2 separate regions of the Gadus morhua genome follow, and region 1 is linked to region 2. A link is a contact called in public Hi-C data. All regions are on one chromosome and are shown on one strand. Each heading gives the region's core, a stretch centred on a gene start, on an enhancer-like site or on the middle of the called end of the contact. The rest is flanking DNA. Distances are from core to core; before and after follow the strand shown.

Region 1 (2,700 bases), core at 50-2,549, 380 kb after region 2:
CACGGAGATAATGGCGATCAGCCGCTCATTGAGCCCATTGTGAAGCCTCTAAAAATGATAAGATTCACCCCTCTTGTGTGTGTGTGTGTGTGTGTGTGTGTGTGTGTGTGTGTGTGTGTGTGTGTGTGTGTGTGTGTGTGTGTGTGTGTGTGTGTGTGTGTGTGTGTGTGTGTGTGTGTGTGTGTGTGTGTGCACGTGTGTGTGCAAGGGCGACACACGCACACAGACGTGTTCAGACAAGGCCACACAGAATCCGGGCTTTCTTCGCTATTCTCTCTCTCTCTCTCTCTCTCTCTCTCTCTCTCTCTCTCTCTCTCTCTCTCTCTCTCTCTCTCTCTCTCTCTCTCTGTCTCTCGCCCCCTTTTTTTTTTTCAATCACAGGTGCAATATATGATACAAACCGACGCAGCGACATTCGGGGTAAAATAGGATGGGGCTGATAGAAATAGGACGGGGATGCTCTCATTTAGTCTCTCTCTCTCTCTCTCTCTCTCTCTCTCTCTCTCTCTCTCTCTCTCTCTCTCTCTCTCTCTCTCTCTCTCTCTCCCACCGCTCTTTAGAAAGATCAAATGGAACTCGCGCGCGGCTGCACACAATTGGCTCATTTAAATCCCCGCGGGAAACCTGTTGAGGTGAAGTGTGTGCGGCCGCCTATACCGACCGAAGGGAGACCAATGAATACGGAATTACCTGAGTTATCTTCCTGGTGATCTGGCGTCTTCTTCTTCTGAGTGCGTTTTGATAACGACCACACACACGCGCGTCTGCATGCGCAGGCACGCGCGTGAACGCATGCATGCAGCCTGGACAGCCGGAATCAGATCTAGCCTTATAGCCTTTTCTCATCATAACGACCACACACACACACACACACACACACACACACACACACACACACACACACACACACACACACACACACACACACACACACACACACACACACACACACACACACAGCCTGAATCAGATCCAACCTTATTGCCCTCTCTCAACATGGGAGTGAAAAAGGCTATTATTATCTTACCTAAACAATGTAATGCGTTGAAACAACCAAGCCTTTTCTCTTCTAAATAGGCCTATAATGCATTCAACAAAGGCTTCATTCGCTCCCACTTCGGTGTCGTGGGGAGATGAGCAGGGGGGATGTTGGCTTGTTCATAAATCCACATCACGCTTTCAACATTTTCCCCATTGCTTTGTATTTGTCGCCGCCGTGTGGAAGTTTGTCGACACAGCACGCAGTTCCGGCCGCGCCCACTAGAAGTCGCTGAAGGCGGACGCAGCGAATTGCGTAAACAGTGGATCACCGAGTCATCGATCGCTCAGCGTTTCCCAGCAAAGCAACTGGAGTGGCGCTTATAACACGAAGGACAATAAGAGCGGAGCCTGTCAGAGCTAGGTTAATATATCGCCAGGAATAGACATGCACGTCCAAACATTGAATCGCCTAAGGGACTGAGAGTCAATTAAAGCCACTTTACAAAACCAGCGTACCCTTTTTGAGGTGAGTCTGTTATATTGACATAGTGCTCTAAGCTCCATGACATGTAGGACGAATGTAGTATATATACACCCAGTACTATTGATTTGTTTATTCGATCAGAGTATTGATCATTTATCGGAGGAACAATTTGAAGTGTATGCAAGTGTACCGACAATGCTTGTTGTTCGTGTATCTTATCTGCTGTGCATGGTGGGTCATTGTGTCGGATCTCTTCTCCCATCCGGTTCTCATCTTACAGTGTTCTGTATCTAATGAGAATGCTGTGAATGATGCTTCAGGGGGTTGGCATGTTCAACCTTACGTCTGCAGACAGTCTCCCATCACAGTGGGAAGGCTATTCCTGTGGTCTACTCACGAAAACAGAGAGAGACAAAGAGAGAGTGAGAGAGAGTAAACTATCGACGTATGAAGAGATTGTGAGGGTGAGATATAGACATGTAAAGATAGAGAGATAGCCACGTAGAGCAATAGTACTGTAGTTAATGCATTAGTAAGCCTGAACTAACAATCAATTCACTAGCTCAGATAGGTTCAACTGTAGCGACAGTGTTTCGTTTTGTTGTTGGAAAGCAAATGTGGACCATCCTCTTTGAACCTCAATACCGCCACTCATTGTGCCCCCCCCCTCCCCCCCCGTCTCTCGTTTCCACTAGTCATGTCTGTGCTGCGGAGCTACTGCGAGTCCAACTCGTCCATCTCCCAGACCTGGGTGGACCGGGGCATCTCGCCCTGCTTCTACTTCACCCTCCTGCCCTCGGTCCTGCTCACGGTCACCTTCTTCCTGGGCACGCTCCACTGCGTCTTCTACCGTCGCTATGGCACGGCCATGGAGCCCAAGTTCATCCCGCGCTCCTGCCTGTACGCGCTCCAGCAGGCGCTGTCCATCGTCCTCATGATCCAGTTCCTGGGCGGCGCCATATGGCGAGCGTCCCGCGGCGACGCGGAGCTGCCGGGGTACGTGGTGCTGTACGGGGTCCTCTCCACCCTGGGCTGGGGCTACGCCCTGGCCCTGTTGAGGGTGGAGAGGCGGCGGGCCCTGTTGATGGATCGGACCCGGGGCCACAGTGCGGTGCTGCTGCTGCTGTGGGCGCTGGCCTTCTGCGCGGAGAACCTGGCCTTCGTGTCGTGGTACAGCCCGCACTGGTGGTGGGGGCTGGACACCCAGAGAGACCAGGTGAGTGAGAGGGGGGGAG
Region 2 (2,700 bases), core at 74-2,573:
GATTATACAAAATTATGCAAAATTTTCCTCCGAACATATTCACATAACTGAATCTGTTTACAATTTCAGAACACTCAACTTTTCAGGAGAAAACAGACATTGAACATAGTGTAATCTGATAATTTATAAAGGGTTATGCTTCATATAACTAAGGTTTAATTAGCAGCAGTTGGATAATTTCGTTCAGATCTCACATAAAAGAGATCTCATTCAAGAAACAACATTAGTCATGCTGTTTTTCTTCATCTTATTATAAAAAAAAGGACTAGTCTGTTTGATTGACAGGTGAGATGATCATTGGGGCAGAATCATGCATGGAGGACAGAGAGGCTGAGCAGAGACGAATCCAATAGCAGAGCAGAGATGAACCCTGGTTTCCACATCGGAGACCAGACCCTCATCATAATCACCAAACAAGCCCACCTTCTTGGGCTCAGCACTCAGAGTGCCATCGACATCACCATCATCATTTAATACCAGCTCATCCCCGAGTCAAGATACCCATCTCTGGGGTCGATGTGATTGCTTCTTTTCTGTCGATGGACTCTCTGGCCACTCCTAAACGCCGTCCTGTCCTATCTTTAACCTGGACCTAACTCTGGACCCTCTTCAGTTCAGCAGCCTCACAGAGCTTATTCGTCTCCATGTTCAGTGTCTCCTCCAGCTGATCCCGGGATCTCCTCAAGGTCCCTACGTATGACGGAGGACGGACCTCCACCGTCGTCCAGTCCCTGGTGGGTGGAGGATCCTTTAGGGATCTGAAGGTCTGGAGGAAGTGGAGGTGGGCTTTAGTTTGTGAGAGATGCTTCACCTCTGAGCTTCTGTTGGTCAGATCTTCTATTTCCAGCTCCAGCTCTTTGATTTGAAGACTCCAAGGTCTTCAAATCGTTTCTCTGTGGTTTTCAGTTCCTCTTGACCCGTTTGGTTGAAATCATCCTGCCACTTTTCAATGCAGCGCATCAGAGCTGTGAAGACCTGAATACCATCGGCTATCTCTATGTCTGCCTCTTTTTGACCCAATTTGACTACGTCTTTGAGGACTCTAAGGACTCAGGGACTTAATTGATCTCAGGTGCTAAGTGGCCAAGTCCGATCTAAGTGATTCTCACTGTGGGCGACAACCTGATTGAAATCAATAAGACAAGAACGCATGGATCAAGAGAGCGCTTGTTGTAGACCAACTTCACAAGCTGTAGTTCCACCGTAGAGACGCTAGAGGTCAGCGATACTCCCCGTTGCGCAATGACGTCGGTTAGGAAAAGTGGTTACGTTTTCCACAAAGGTTAAGTAAAGGAGGCGTTAGGAGATTTGACAATTCGAAGAAGCCCCGCCCCAGGTGTCAGGGGAGCGGAGGAGAGCGAGAAGAAGTCATTATTCGAAAACGAAACCTAAGGTTCTTGAGAAGAAAACCTACGTGGAAACAATTCTCTCGTTATAAATAAAACTAAAACGAATTTAGGAACAAATAGTCGGACAGACAGAAACCAGAACAAGGTGAGTAAAACAGCACCACTTTGAGAGAAGTTAAAACCTCTCTTCTCGTTATGGAAAAAGATAATAAATGTAGTGGCTCAACACATAAACCTTGTCCTCTGTGTCTAGGAATGGCCGCTGCTAACGTTTGCTGGTCTGGAGAGAACTTTTCATGTTCCATCTGTCTGGATGAGTTCAGAAGCCCAGTTTCCACACCATGTGGACACAACTTCTGCAGAAACTGTATTACAAAGTTCTGGGATGACCAAGTCCAGTACAAATGTCCTTTATGCAACGAGCTTTTCCACACTAGACCTGGTTTACGGGTCAATACGCTCTTATCAGAGTTGGCAGCTCAGATTAAAACGTCTGTTCGAGTAAAAGAGAAGCCTTTTGTTGATTCAGCAGAAGTTCCCTGTGACGCCTGTACTGGGACCCAGCTGAAGGCTGTGAAGTCCTGCCTAATGTGTTTAATCTCTTACTGTCAAACCCACCTTGAGCCACATCAGAGAGTTGCAGGCCTGAAGAAACATGTACTAGTCGAACCTATGGACCGTCTGGAAGACCGGATGTGTAGGAAACACGACCGACTTCTGGAGCTCTTCTGCCAGACCGAACAGGTGTTTGTGTGTCAGTTCTGCACAGAGGCAGACCACAGGTCCCATCGTGTTGTTCCTCTGAGGGAGGAATATGAAGTGAGGATGGCCCAGCTGGGGAAGATAGAGGCTGAAGTTCCGCAGATGATCCAGGAGAGAAAACAAAGGATTAAAGAGATAAAAGACGAAGTAGAGTTGGGTAAAAAAGACGCAGACAGAGAGTTAGCCGATGGTATTCAGGTCATGACAGATCTGATGCGCTGCATTGAAAAGTGGCAGGATGATTTCAACCAAACGGTTCAGGAGAAACTGAAAATCACTGAGAAACGATTTGAAGACCTCATCAAAGAGTTGGAGCAGGAAATAGAAGATCTGACCAACAGAAGCGCCGAAGTGAGGCAGCTCTCACACACTAAAGACCACCTCTACTTCCTCCAGGCCTTCAGACCCCTGATGAATCCTCCACCCACCAGGGACTGGACGACGGTGGTCCGTCCTCCGTCATACGAAGGGACCTTGAGGAGATCCCTGGATCAGCTGGAGGAGACCCTGAACATGGAGATGAAGAAGCGGTGTGATGCTGCTGAACTGAAGAGGGTCCAGCAGTATGAAGTAGATGTGACTCTGGATC

What was found. A called contact is a pair of places that touch in the nucleus more often than the background predicts.
Region 1: a contact with region 2 is called in a Hi-C map of gonad, with 12 times the contacts expected there. The contact joins the promoter of abcb6a here to the promoter of LOC115542895 in region 2. A contact is called at or near these places in 4 of 6 Hi-C or Micro-C datasets (blood, gill, gonad and 1 more).

What each region holds. Positions count from the first base shown.
Region 1 is chr4:39,610,155-39,612,854 of gadMor3.0, forward strand. abcb6a (ATP binding cassette subfamily B member 6 (LAN blood group) a) reads left to right here and starts at 1,300. Exons shown (of 20, transcript XM_030355174.1): 1 at 1,300-1,507; 2 at 2,161-2,681. The coding sequence starts at 2,163.
Region 2 is chr4:39,230,282-39,232,981 of gadMor3.0, forward strand. It overlaps LOC115542895 (E3 ubiquitin-protein ligase TRIM21-like), which reads left to right and starts at 1,324. Exons shown (of 2, transcript XM_030355385.1): 1 at 1,324-1,494; 2 at 1,603-2,700. The coding sequence starts at 1,605.